Regions from separate parts of the Delphinus delphis genome. Here region 2 is linked to region 1. Evidence: chromatin contacts called from public Hi-C data. All regions are on one chromosome and are shown on one strand. Each heading gives the region's core, a stretch centred on a gene start, on an enhancer-like site or on the middle of the called end of the contact. The rest is flanking DNA. Distances are from core to core; before and after follow the strand shown.

Region 1 (7,248 bases), core at 1,642-4,141:
AACTTCAAAATTACGGTGCATTTTTTCAGCAGGTTGGCTAGTTTCAGGGCCTGGCCCCCACCCTTCTCATCTATCAGGAGATTATGCTACTGCCCCTGCCAACACCCCTCTTCTATAAGCAAAAAAGTTGATGCACAAAAAAGGCAAGTGTGTTACAGGTGCACAGGTGGCCTGTGGGTCTGACACAGGTTGAGGACAGGAGGTGTTCAATTTCTCTACTCTGAAGTAAAATGAGAAAAATATGAACAATGTATATTAAGCTTCCCATAAAACTAAAGTAAGTTTAGTAAGTGCTTTATAAATATTAACTACTATTGTTATCATTTATTTTTAGGTTATGAACTGTCTCGTCTTTTGCTGTTAAAAGTCTTTTTTTTTTTTTTTTTTAATTGACTGCGCCCCACGGCTTGTAGGATCTTAGTTCCCTGACCAGGGACCGAACCCGGGCCACCGCAGTGAAAGCACAGAGTCCTAACCACTGGACTGCCAGGGAATTCCCAAACATTCTTGCTTTTATAAAACAATGGCGGGGCGGGGGAGACGGCGCTTGTTCTTCCATTATTCTATCTGGGCAAAAATAAAAATTGACAAGCCTATGATTGGCCCTCCAGCTTTTTAGCACTTACCAATCTATGAAATCTAAACAATGAAGTCACCCTGGACTAAAAGACCCCTCTGGGTCCCTTCCAGTTCCAACTAGGCCCTGAAAAGCAGACCAACAATCAACTCCATGCCACAGCTCAGTAAACCTTACAACCTCAGGCAAGGGTTTTTCCCTGAGGCAGCTCAGTATTAGCAAACTTCTTGTTCACTTTTGCCCCAGATTCAAAATATGCAAGTACCACGGGGGGCAATTTGTCTCATATATAAGGTAGGAAAAGGGCTGCACTGGGCACTTTACAACTTATCATAGTTAGACTTCACAACAATCCTAAGAAACAAGCATTCCCATTTTCAACCTTACAGATGAGGAACCAGGCTCAGTCAGCTGCTCAAGGTCTCCTAATCTGTAAGGGGTAAACTGGAGCCAGGTTCCAGAGTCCATGCTTTTCCACTACTTTCTTCAAGGGAGAAAGAATCTGATGAAATAAGCCCTGGCACTGAGCCACCTCTGGTGTCTGAGACTAATCTAATACAAAGATTAAAACATCAAGAATATATTTCTTCAACTTGGTAGTTCCTCAAAAAGTTAAACATAGAGTTACCATATAAACAGCCATTCTACTCCTAGGTATATACCAAAGAGATTTGAAAATACGTGTCCACACAAAAACTAGTATGCGAACATTCATAGCAGTATTATTCCTAAGAGCCAAAAAGTGGAAACAACGCAAGTGTCCATCACCTGATAAATGCATAAACAAAACGTGATCTAGCCATAACAATAGAATATTACTTAGCCATAAAAAGGAACAAAGTACTGACCCTACTACAACATGGGTGGACCTTGAAAACGTTATGCTAAGTGAAAGAAGCCAGGCACAAAAGGCCACATACTGTATGATTCCATTTACATGAAATGCCCCAAATATGCAACTCCTTAGAGACAGAAAGTAGATCTGTGGCTCCCCGGGCTGCAGGAGGGGAGACTGCCAACGGGTATGGAATTTCTTTTTGAAGTGAGGAAAATGTTCTGGAATAATAATGGTTGCACAACTGTGAATATACTAAAAACCACTGAAATGTACAATTTAAACGGGTGGACTTCATCGTATGTGAACATTATCTCAATAACGCTGTTATTTGATAAAATATTTCTTGACAACTATTTTTCCCTCTATACTATTGGACTGTCCCACAGTTTAAGAAAAACAAAACAAAAAACCTTGCCAGGACATCTTTAGGACTGCAATATTCCTGGTTCTCCAATATCATGCCTCTAGTGCTGCTATTTCGTGTTAAGGAATACTATCTGGGCTGGACTAGGAAACGACAATTAACTACGTTTTAAAAATCGCCAGTCGCGTTTAAACTGGGGCGGGGAGAGGATGGAGGATGTCACAGCCTCATACCCTCAACTCATCTTTAACTAAACCGAGCCCTGCTTTCAACACTGTAATCCCTCTCTCTATAAAAACACGTGAAATCCATAAGAACCCCATCCGAACACCAGAAAACTCCGTGTTAAAGGGCATTCACGTGGGGCAAATGAGCCGGGGGAGGAGACCAAGGCAGGCACTGTGCTCTCTCTTCCCGAGACTTGGCCGGGAGAAGCCGGACTTTGCAATTCGAGGAGCTCATCCCCGGGAATCAGCGCCTGCCGCCGCCGAGCGGGATCTGAGACACTTTGAAACCAAAAGAGGAGGAGGAGAAGGAAAAAGGAGAAGAGGGCCTCCCGGGACCGCGGGGTGGGGAAGGCGGCCGGGGGCGCGGGCTGCAGCGCCGCCCGGAGGCCGGCCCCAGCCGGGTCCCGAGACCCGCTGGCCCGGGGTCAAAGGGCCGAGCAGAGGGAGGCCGGGCGGAGGGGGCCCGCGGGCGGAAGAGGGGAAGGGGACGACAGCCGAGAGCTAAGGAGAGCCAGGGCCGGGCCCGAGAGGCGGCAGGTGCGGGCCGGGCCCTCGGCAGGTGCGGACGCGGCCGTGGACAGGTGTGGCCGGGCTCCGGTCAGGGTAACGGGGCTGGGGCAAGTGGCCCGAGCAGGTGTGGGCAGAGGCGAGCCCCTCGGCGGGACACACGCTGGCTGGCGCCCTTGAGCGCCGTGACACACGGACAGCCCTCCCGCAGCCGACCCGACACCCTGCCTGCCCGGGAGCCCCCCACCTTGCACTTACACAGCCGGACCCCCGGGCCCGGAGCCAACGGCCTGGCGGGCGGCAGGGCCGAGTAGCCTCTTCGGACGCTACCCCGGCTCAGAGCGGGAGCTTCCGACAAGCGGCTGAGCCGGCACCGCCCCTGCGCATGCGCAGGGCCCGTCCCGGGCCGGGGATCCGCTCCCGGTTTTGGAAGAGACGCCGGGGAAGCGAGGGAAGGAGGAGGGGGAAGAGAGGAGTGATGAAAAGTGGAGGGAGCTAGATGGTCGCAGGGAGGGACAGGGAGGAGGAAGGAGACGGAGGGACCCAGAGGGAGAAAAGGGGAAGGAGAGCCGCTGAGAAGGAAAGAAAAGCTTTGGCTCCTGGGGCCGCGCACCCCGAAGGAGATGCCACTCCTGCCTCCGCGCGCCTTTCCAAGCCCTCAAGGCGCGCAGCTCAAATTTCACCTCCGTGGTGCAGCCCTCCAGCCCAGGCCTTTGCAAAACCACTACGGGATCACACTCCTTGCCCTCGCGCCGAGCCGGGCTTCGTGTCGCGCAGCCGCAGGCGTTGTCGCCAGTGCTCTGAACTACCTTGGGGAGAGTATAAGTTCCCCTTTTACAGGCTGAGAAACTGAGGCCGCCTGTCTCCAGGGCATGCCTTATGTGCAAGGCCACAGGGGCTGGGCGGGGCCGGGAAGTAGAAGGTCAGAGCCTGAGCCCCAAGCAGACTGCCCGAGGGCTGGTGCTTGGTCCCCATTCCTCCTTGGAAACCCACTCCTGACTCTGGGGGTCCCGTCTAGGGCTCCGAATAGGCCCCCTGGTGTGGGACAGCTGTCCTTAGTTCCAGAGCCCACCTTGCTAGGTAGGGGCAGAAGGGGTTATCCAGGTTAAAAATAAAGAAGTAAAACTTAAAAAGGAATTCACATACATAGGTTGGAATGTGCATAGCATGTTTGAAAAATACACAAGTAATTGTCAACAGTGGCATCTCCAGAGAGGGTTGAGAGAACAGAGGATGAGGGAGACCTTCTTTCCCTTGTGTATTTTTGTGTTCTGTTTTAATTTTTTTACCATATTCATGTTATTTCTCTCTAAATAAGAAAAAAAAAGTGTAATGGTGGACAGGAATAGTTCGGCCAATACAGCAGCCATGGAAAAAACTGAGCCATCACTTTTACTTTACTCCAGCATTTATTGACTCTCTGCTCTGTGACCAGTGGTGTTTTATGACTTTACTATTTATATATTTTTTATAAAATAATAATACGCTATCCCTCATACCTGCCCTGGGCCAGTGGAAAAGCAAATTAGTTTTTATTGAATTGTTTTCCAAAGAGTAGGAATGAATTACAAACAGAACACATCTTCAGGGCAAAACAGGTGGAACGGATTTCCAGCACACAAGACAGCCAGGAAGGATTTTCAACACAAGTGCCCAGAGGCTAAGAGAGAACGCTTCCAGGACCCTACAAAAAGCCGCCCAAGGTGGCTTCTCCATGGCGCTGAGAGTACAGGTTGACAATTACGGAACACAGAAAACAGACATTAAAAGAGGCCACCCTTTATGGAGGTCTAAGTGCCAGGAATAGAGCTCCCTGTTTAGCACACGATGTCTTCATAAGATCGATACAAGGTAGCTATTCTTAGCGCTGAGGTCCAGAAAAACACTCCACTTGGCACACAAGTGGCTGGTGCTATTTAGGATTCAAATCCCAGGCTGTCTGACTGTGTCGCCTGCGCTCTTTCCATAGTCCGTCTTTGTTCTCATTCTCTCTATAAATGGATAAGAGAAGCAATTTGGAAAGCAAGATTGAAAGCTGGCAAAAGGAAACATTGTTATTTTTGTACAATGTTTCTGTTTACCATGTACTCACATTAATTTATTTTATTGTCCCAGCAAATCTGTGGGGGAGGGAGGGAGGAGACTACTCTGCATTCTGACCAATGAGAAAACTGAGGCTCAGAGAATGTAAAGGCTAGCCACAGCCCCCCAGCCATCAGAGGGAGGTGTCCAGACTTGTCCCAGGTATATCTTGCTTCTGGATTTATGTTGCTTACATAGTTTTAACGTTTCCTGAGCATCTCCTCTGAATGCTGAGAATTCAACGAATATACCAAACCTGCTCTCAAGGAGTTTTAGACACTTAAAGTTGGATTGGAAGGAACATCTAAAATCATCAAGTCCAACCTCACACCCACACCAGAACCCCTCCATAAAAAATCCTAACAGAGGTGGAAAGTTTCATACAATGATACAGAGCCCTGTTAGAAAGTTCTCTCATAAGGCAAATCTACTTCCCTGAAACATCCAATTATGCATGCAATCTCAAAGATGAAGACCAATGCCCAAAGAGGCTTGGTGGGGTTGAGAATTACCGCTGAAACCAGTCAAAAGTGCAGGTCAGAGCATAAACTCCATTACTCACTAACTATATAACTTAAATATCTTCACACATAAAATGGGAATAATCACTTCATAAGGTCACTCTCAGGATTAATAAAAGCAAGTATGAGAAACCACTTTGAGGACAGTGGGATAGATCTAAGTTCCGTTTCAATTCTTTCAAGTGCTACTTGTATGGCCTTGGGATAGGGTGATCATATATCCTGATTTGCCTCGGACAATCCCAGTTTATGCCTGTTGTCCTGGCTAAAAGTGTTCTGGTTGGGTCATATGATCACCCCACTTTGGGAAAAGCCCATCACCTCTTAGGATTTCTGATCCACCAACAGTATTATAAAGGTTTCCTTACTCCTTTCCATGTTGTAGGGCTCTCTTCCACCATGCAGTCCACTTGGATACTTCTCCATAGGGCCATGTCTCACCCGGTCTTTCTAGTGCCCAAGCCAATAGGGAACAGATTTGCTTATTTATCACCATGAAGAGCCAGCCACTTGAGCAGGGCTTTCACATCTATTCCCTCAAAATAACAAAATCCTGGTAGCTACCATTTACCCAGCAGGTAAAGTACAATGTGCTTGGTACAAATTTCTCATATAATCTCACAATGGCCCTATAAGGTAGGTTGTTCTAATGGAGGGGACTAAGCAGTAACGCTCCTTTTTTCTCTTCCTGAGTGTGGAGCAATTGAGAAATAAGACAAAAGAATCAGACAATGGATATTTACAAGTCAATTTTATTAACAATACGTCAGTTGAAGAGGGTGCTTTAGATCTGGAGCCAAAAGTTTGGTTTAGGTTTACTAAATCCTTCACCTTAGAATTAGCCAGCCTTGAGAACCCTCCTACATTGGTGGGAATGTAAGATGGTATAGCCACTGTGGAAAACAGTATGAGGGTTCCTCAGAAAACTAAAAATAGAATTACCATATGATCTAGCAATCCCACTCCTGAGCATATATCCAGACAAAACTATAATTCAAAAAGAGGGCTTCCCTAGTAGTGCAGTGGTTAAGATTACGCCTGCCGATGCAGGGGACATGGGTTCAAGCCCTGGTCCGGGAAGATCCCACATGCCACGGAGCAACTAAGCCCTTGCGCCACTGTAGTGGAATAACTGAGGACATGGAAAGGAGACGTGACCCATGAGCCGCATCCCCACCCCAGCAAACTGGGGGCTGGCGAATAAGCCGGAACTGCAAACAGTCCTGATTGCTTTAGCGCCCCACCCCACCCCCGGCAAACCGAGGCCCTGCGAATAAGCATTGAGTGCTTTGGGCACTGATCCATGAGATGTCCTCAGTATAATCAGAATGGTGGGAACGCAAGGCAATGTCCTTGTGCTACTTCAGTATAATCAGAATAATGGAAACACAAGGCAATGTCCTTGTGCTGCTTTTGCGCTCAAGGACGAAGCACGGCATGTCTTCAAGAAAGCATATGTTGCTGCTTTGGCATTTTTGGAATGTTAAGAAAACAAGTCTTAAAATGTAAACATAGATAATGCTTAAATAAAAGCTACCACAGCAGGACAGACGGCGCTGTTTTTTTGCCCGAGCGAGCGGCAGCCCTCTACTGCTGTGTTTCGGCACAATTCATCTCGTGTGATGAGCTTACTTTCGGCCCTGTCATAAGAAAACTGCAACACGCCACAACTACTAAGCCTTTGCTCTAGAGTCCGTGAGCCACAACTACGGAGCCTGCGTGCCACAACTACTGAAGCCCGCGCGCCTAGAGCCCATGCTCCGCAATAAGAGAAGCCACTGCAATGAGAAGCCCGCGCACCGCAACGAAGAGTAGCCCCTGCTCACTGCAACTAGAAAAAGCCCCCACACAGCAACGAAGACCCAATGCAGCCAAAAATAAATTAATTTAAAAAAAAAGATACACACACCCCTATGCTCATAACAGCACTATTCACAATAGCCAAGACATGGAAACAACCTACATGTCCATCAACAGGTGAATGGATAAAGAAGATGTGGTACATATATACAATGGAATATTACTCAGCCACAGAAAAGAATGAAATAACATGACTTGCAGCAACATGGATGCAACTAGAGATGATCATACTAAGTGAAGTCAGAAAGAGAAATACCATATCACTTATAAGT
Region 2 (7,248 bases), core at 2,105-4,604, 150 kb after region 1:
GACAGATCTGGAACTCACTCGAGTATTTCCGCGAAGAAGGAGAAAGGGGCAGATTTGAAGCAAATGTGGAAAATCTTGATAGTTGTTGAAGCTGGTGATGGAGAAATGGGAGCCGTATTATACCACTCAGTCTACTCGTGTGTACTTTAAATTAATTCACAATAGAAACTATTTTAAAAGTCAAGTGATACATTCTGAGTGTTCACAAAACAAGAGGGCAGCAGACTACCCAGCCACGCCCTCCGGCCTGACACAGCTTCACCCAGGCAAAGGGCCGGCTGCTGCTTGGCAACAGTGCACTGTTATTGGAAGAGCGGTCATATCTTCACTGAGATAACTGAGGGAGAAGAAGCGGGGTGCAGGAGGAGTTAACTGACACTAGAAACCACAGTGAAAGTTGGTCATTCTCAGAGTTGTAATCCTTAGATGTCGCTGAAGTTACTTTGTAGCAAAGCTGTGAGGAATGGAACCCACAGGAGTCTGAGCACGTGAAACCGACAGAAACAACCCCCTTGGAGCATGCAACATTGAGACTCCATTTAAGGTCTTTAAGTGGTTACAAAAAAAAATTGACTGATCATCTGTGAAGGTTCAGGGTCACTGGGGAGTCCACCCATTCTAAACCACTAACTCTTTGGAATAGTTAAAAAAAAAAAACCTAAGAAATAGTAACATACCTAACTTTAGAGTCCACATACCAATTCACATATGTAACAGCATTTGTAACGGGCATAACGCAGGCTTACTGTGGACTCTATTTTTTATATTAACTTACTTAGTAAGTCACTTAATAATTGTATTAAAATGGAAGTAGCAAAACTATTTGTAATTTTTTCTACAATCCAGATCAAATGTCTTTTTATTATTCTAAATTAGGAAATACATTAAAAAGAGTTTCATTGAAGAGACTCTATTCCAAAAATTCCTCTTAAAAATTAAAAACCTTAGTGTGTAGAATAAAATTAAACAGCACCACAAAATTAAACGCCTTATAATGACAGCACGCGTGCACAGCCTGAAATTTGGTTTCATTCCCATCCTGCCATTGGTTAAGAACTACCCATTTATTTTTTCAACCAAAGCTGTCCGATTTCAGGGCAGGTTTATCTGTGAACCGAGAACAAGGGGCCCTCTCCCCACCAGGCCACAATGCAGAGGCCCACATCAGAGCATGATTTTTCCAAGAGCCGTTAAGGACCTGAAATGAGCCTGGAGATCCAGAGAACTAAAGCTTTCTTGAAAATGAAATAGACCAGAAAATATCCCAGTGCAGAGCACACAGCATGAGTTAGCTGTGCTTCCTGAGCTCGAGTTTCAATTACACCCAAACACGCGAGGACATGGGTCCAGTCTACATGTAACAGGTGTTTCTTATTGGGGGTCAAGGTCAAAAGGACTGAGAGCCACTTCTTTAAGGAGAATGTATGGAGAGTCAGCGGAGATCAGACAGATCGTCCTAATGCTCGCTGGCCATATGACCTTCGCAAGGCTCTTAACCTCTCTGAGCCTCTGTTGTCCATCTTCAAAATGACCACCACCAACTTAGCAAGCTGTCCGATGGATTAGTTAACGTCAGACACAACACAAAGGTTTGACCTTCCTCAAGGTTCTTCGCTTTTTCTGGGCCTTCAACTTTTAAACTGAAAATGTGAAAAAAATGTAGAGTGTAGTGGCTAACACTTGCTGGGCTCCTCTACAGGAATCAGCGGGGAGATTCTCACTCACGGAGGTGAGGGCCGACCCTGCCATGTCACGGGTGGGCGCTGCCCATCCGGGGCTTCCCGGAGCCAAGTCTGCTCCCAGGACCCTGACTACAGAGCCCCCGGCCCTTCCCCACCGGGGCTGAGTCACCTTCCAGATTACGGTTAAAACCATTACGCCTAAAACCATTCTTCCATCAAACTGCTGAGGGCCCGTAAGGATTTAAAAGTTGGTCAGGCTCAGCCTTGGAGAACCTTTCTAACTAAGTGACATCAAAAAAAAGTATTCACAAGGCAGAGAGCTGTTTGTGAACAGACACAGCAGTGGGGGAAAACGTCAAGGACCCAAATGGATCAGGAGAGCCCGGAACAGGTCGGGCCAGGGCCCCATCAGCAGGAGGCCAGGGAGGGCTTAGGGCCCCTGGGAGAAGGCAACAGTATGCCGAGCCGGCAGGGCCTGCAGCCCGCTGGAACCTGGTGGACAAAGGGGACGGGAAATGCCCTGTCCAAGTGGCAGGGCCAGCGGGAAATTTAGGAGCCACGTGCCTGGCGGGAAACGGAGAGAGCTTCACAACACTTCACCATTTTCTTGGCCCAGCAAGTTAATCGCCCTTCCACTCTACATCAAAAAAAAAAAAAGTTAAAAAAAAAACGTGTTACTGCTTTAAGTTTTTTAGAACTTTTCTAAAGAAAGAGAGGCTGACTAGTAAGAAGGGATGCTAAGGAAATCAGCACATCTCCTTACCTTCCTCTAGTAAACTGCAAAAGGCAAATTAGTACTTGAATAAGGAGCCGGTGTGTCTGGAATGAAAATGAGACGCACGCAGTTTTAGGGTGCCGCTTCCTATCCCTCTCAGTCTACGGCCCTAACTACCAGCACGAATTGGCCAAAATTCAGCATTTCCAGACTTTCCTTCAGAGAAGGGGCCGCAGAAGTACTGGCAAAAAGAAAAACGAAACTGAGAGCGCTCCAGGCTCGCCGCGGCTCGATCTGCGCCGAGCAGCAGCGCTCCTCCCCGTGCCGCCCGCGCCCCGAGCTCGGCGCCCCCGGCCCGGGCCTCAACGCCCTCTGGCGCTTAGAGCCCGACCCGGGCCTCGGCCACCGGCCCCGCCAGCCCCGTCGGCCCCGCCAGCCCCGCGCGGCGCAAGGGCCCAGGCGCCTGGCGCAGGAGGCCGGGCCAGGCGGGCGCCCGGGCCTCGGGCCTACACGCGGGCCGCCCGGCCCAGTTCCCGCTCCGGCCCGGTCCCAGCCCACCGGACCGCGGCGGGAACGCAGCGCGGGGAGGGCCCAGGCCGCGCGGGGCGCCCCGATGACTCGGGCCCGAGGAGGCCAGGGCTGCGTGTCCGCCGCGGGGCCGAGGAAACGGCCGGCGGCCCCGATCCCCGGCCTCCCGGCCCGCCAGCCCCGATCCCCCGGCGCCCGCCCGCTGCCCGCGCCGCGCTCGCGCCCAGCCCGCCAACCGCCGCCGGCGCCGCGGGGAGGAGCGCGCGAGCGGCCGGGCCGGCGCCCCGAGCGCGAGGACTCACCGGGGCCGGCTCCCGAGTACATGGTGGTGCCGCCGAGGGGCTCCGGGGCCGAGGGGCGGCCGCGCGCGCGCCACGGGCCCCGACGCCGCGAGCCGCGAGGGAGCCGCCGGCCGCACGATCCGCCCCGGCGCGGCCGCCAAACAGGTTTACCCGACGCGGCCGGGGCGGCGGGCGGAGGCGGCGGGCTGGCGGGCGGGCGGGCGGGCGGGGGAGGGGCGAGGGAGAGCGGGCGGGGGAGGGGGGAGGGAGGCCGGGAGGAGGGCGGGGGAGGAGGGAGGGGCCGGGGGAGGGGAGGCGGGGCGGGTCCGCGCGGCGGCGGCGGCGGCGGCGGCGGCGGCGGCGGCGGCGGGGTGGGTGGGGGGGCGGGCAGGGGATCGGGGCGCGGGTGCGGGCGCGGGGTTGGGGGGGCCTTGGGGGCGGCCCTCGCAGCCACTCAGAAGAGCGACGTCTCCTCCGACTGGGCGGAGCGGGCCGCGCGGCGCTGCCACCGGAGGCCGGGAAGAAAGAAAAGAAAACACACCCCTTGTTTCCCCGCCGCCGAGCCCGTTCTGGCTGCTCGAGGGCCGGACCCTTCCCCACCCTTAGCCCCCGCCGGACCGGGTGAACTTGGGCACCGTGTTGACGTGGTCGTGTCGCGTCCTGGCGCCCCGGCATCTCCGCCAGGCTTTTTTAAGTTATTAACGAAACAGGAATGTCGCGAAGGTTCCTCCCGACCCGGAGCTTGAACTTGAACGCGCCCCGGTCCTCGCTCACTACCACACCGCCACCTCCCGGCCGAGAACCCAGATAATCCACCTAAAGAACTTTAGTTTTTGGTCAATTTTAGCTGCTGTCAGTGATCAGATCAAAATAACACGCCCCATTCCAGTCCTCGGGGCCTCCCCAGTTTCTTGACGTTGGGTCCTTATCCAACCCCCTCATGCCGCTCCGTGACTCTCGCTATTTGCCCCACTTGTGCGGAAACGTCTCCCTCCAGCCCCAATCCTCCTCCATGGATCAAGTCCCCTGGGATCCAGCTGTTTTCTGGAGCCTTTTCCAGGGAGGCGAGCCAGAGGCCAACTCCTTTCTCCCCTAATTGGTGGGCGATTAGCAACCAGAAGGTGAAATACAATCCGAAATCGCTCATTGTCCTTTAAACATATTCGCCTGCTCATCCCTTCGTCCTATAAGCAGGTATTTATCTGCACACTGGGTGCGAGTAACTCTGTGTTCCTCCGGCCTAGGATGGCAGGAGGATGAACGGGAGTCTTGCTTGCAAGCATCCAATAGGTTTATTTCTAGTCTCTGCAGTCCTCAAGGACATTTTTAAATAAATGCAGGAGAACCAGCCTGTCCTCCAGAGAGAAGCTTAAAAGGACTTCGATCTTCACCAAGTCACTGATATGAACAGGAGTTGGTCTCATGGCATCAGCCTCAGAGACGCCCATCCATCCCTCTCCAATTCTCTGCCCCCCACCTCCACCCTCACCGGGGGCTGGACCACCTCTCCACCTTACACTCATGCTGTGGGAACACAAATCCGCACTTGATCCTAGGCTGCTACTCAGCCGTAATGTGTGTTTAGGAACCCAGGAAGTCCGGGAAGAAGGCACACCAGGGTGGGACTGGGTACCACCCAGATGTCCATCAGTCTTAGAATAGGTGGTGAGAGCCACATATACCCATAAAGTGGAATCTAGCGATGAAAAGGAACACCCTTCATCAAAGTACAACAACGTGGAATCTCTACAAGGTTGAGTGAAAGAAGCCGGAAGCCATACTGCATGAGTCCATGTATAAAATTTCTAAAACAGGCAAAACTGAACTACATTTTTTAGGGAGACATCATTTAGTAGTAAAAAGCTGAAGAGGAAAAAAGGTGGCTACCTAACAGTCAGAATGGTGGGTGGGTACTGCTGGGTATAGGGGTGCTGTGTGACCACGGAGAGGCCTGGGGTTTTGGGGCACGAGCCTCCTTCCCATGACAGAGCTGTTCCTTCTGCAAGTCTCTTAAGCTGCACATTTTTTAAAAATATACTTTTCTGTACCTTTGCTACATTTCACCATAAAGACATTTTAAAATCATAATCATAAATGGTATCCCTCTGTTTAGGACCCTCCACGCCCGACGGCTGCTCTGCGTCCGCCCGGCCCCCCCCCTCACACAGCCACCGCGCTATTTTCCGCCCCAAATCACTGAATCACTCGGAGGCCTCACGGCTCTGCTGCGTGCTCCTGTAATCTCGAGCCTCAGAGAGCGCCCTGAAGGCGCTCTAATTGCCGCCTCCCTTCAGATCGCCTTCTGCTTCTTTGATGCTCGCGTTGGGTAACTTTGTTGCAAGGGCTCCTTTGCAAGTCTGGCCAGATACTGTCTACCCAGCGCTTCCTTGCGTTGCTTCTCTGCAGAGACAGCTCTAGCCTAAGCCCCGCCTCCCCGCCCTCCCTCACCAGGGATCCTCCTTCGCCCGCGTCTCCCAGGCATCACCCTCCACCGCTAGTGTCGAGGAATCCCGCCCCCTTTCTGCGCGCCCCGCCTTGTCCCCCACGAGCTCCAGGCCCTCCACGTCAAGCCACGTACGTCTCCTCTCCCCTCCTCCCAACCCGCTCTTTCACCGGTGTCCCAAGCACTGCCCACATTCACCATCCACCGAAGAAAAGCCCAGGCCCCTCTGCCCTGTGCCTCTTCCCCAAGGAGTGAGTTCACTTAACCCACTTAATCCAGTCCACTCAGTTCTCTGGGAAATGCCTCTAGAACCTTCTCCAGCCCTTCACTGCTCTGCTTCTCCAGGCCTTCATCCAACACTTGGGTGTTGACCACATGGGGAGGACTGCTGGGTCTTCTGGGGCCCAGTCTTTCTCTCGGATACAATTCATTGCTCTGTATTTGGATCCCATACAGGTCCCTCTGCTCTGCTAAGCCCGCAGGGCTGTAAGCACAGCCAGGGACCCCACAGGTTTGCATGTCGGGCGCACCGGATCCAGAGCAGTAACCCTGCAGGAAAGGCAAAGGACACTCGGGAAAACACACAGCGCTCAATGTTGGGGGCCCTTTGTCTCTTCAAGACTAAAATGTGGGCACTGAAATAAAACAGTTTCCAAAAACATGTTCTGCATGTGATAAACGAGGGGTTAGGAGGTCAAATAAGCTGGGAAGCATTGAGTTAAACGACAGTGAACAGTTTTTGGCTGCAGACCTTCTCAGAACCTTTAACACAGTATTAACAGTTATGATGCTAGTGACTTCCCTGGTGGTCCCGTGGTTAGGACTCTGTGCTTCCACTGCAGGGGGCTCAGGTTCCATACCTGCGTGGGCAGCCAAAAAATTAAAAAAAAAAAAAAAAAGAGTTGTGATTCTACAAAGAGGAAGGAGGGAAACAGACTGGTTGTGTCCCAGCCCACTTGACCACAGAACCCTTTTATCACAGGGTATCTCCAGGTTCCGTGGAGCACACTTTGGGAAACACTGCGGTAGAGCTCTTCCATGATGCCTTCCAGCTCTAAGATTCTCTGAATAAAAATATTGGCTGTTTTCCTGAATTAAAAACTCAAGAGCATGGTTGTGAGTTGACAAAAGCCCATATGTTCCTGATACGTTCTCTCATATCAGGAACAAACGACACTCCTAAGCAACTTCTTCACACTGAACCCAACATAAATGCAAACCACTTAGTTTGAATACATAAATAACTTTGTCATTTGTGCACCCAACAGAGGCTAAGTGGAGAATCCTGAAGATGCAAGCAACCAGGGCCACCTCCTTGCACCACCCTGGAGGTGTTGACACCACTGTGCACAGAGGCTGTCATCCACTGGAACAGGGAAGTGCAGGGAGGGGGCATCTAACGTATGTCCAGGAGACATAGTTTACTCTAGGGTGTGTTCCTTCCTCCGTATAATAAGGAAAGAATAGCCAATACGCCACTGACACTGAAAAATTAACTCAAAATGTATGAAGGATTTCAATGTAAACATAAAGCTATAAAACTAAAAATAATAGATGGGCTTCCCTGGTGGCTCAGTGGTTGAAGAGTCCGCCTGCCGA

The links. Hi-C and Micro-C count contacts between places; a contact is called where the count stands out from the background.
Region 2: a Hi-C map of lung shows a contact between it and region 1, with 5 times the contacts expected there. The contact joins the promoter of AGO2 here to the promoter of TRAPPC9 in region 1. A contact is called at or near these places in 2 of 3 Hi-C or Micro-C datasets (lung and muscle).

The regions. Positions count from the first base shown.
Region 1 is chr17:77,445,606-77,452,853 of mDelDel1.2, forward strand. It overlaps TRAPPC9 (trafficking protein particle complex subunit 9), which reads right to left and starts at 2,892. Exons shown (of 22, transcript XM_069539993.1): 1 at 2,772-2,892.
Region 2 is chr17:77,597,798-77,605,045 of mDelDel1.2, forward strand. AGO2 (argonaute RISC catalytic component 2) reads right to left here and starts at 3,355. Exons shown (of 19, transcript XM_059995239.1): 1 at 3,228-3,355. The coding sequence starts at 3,249.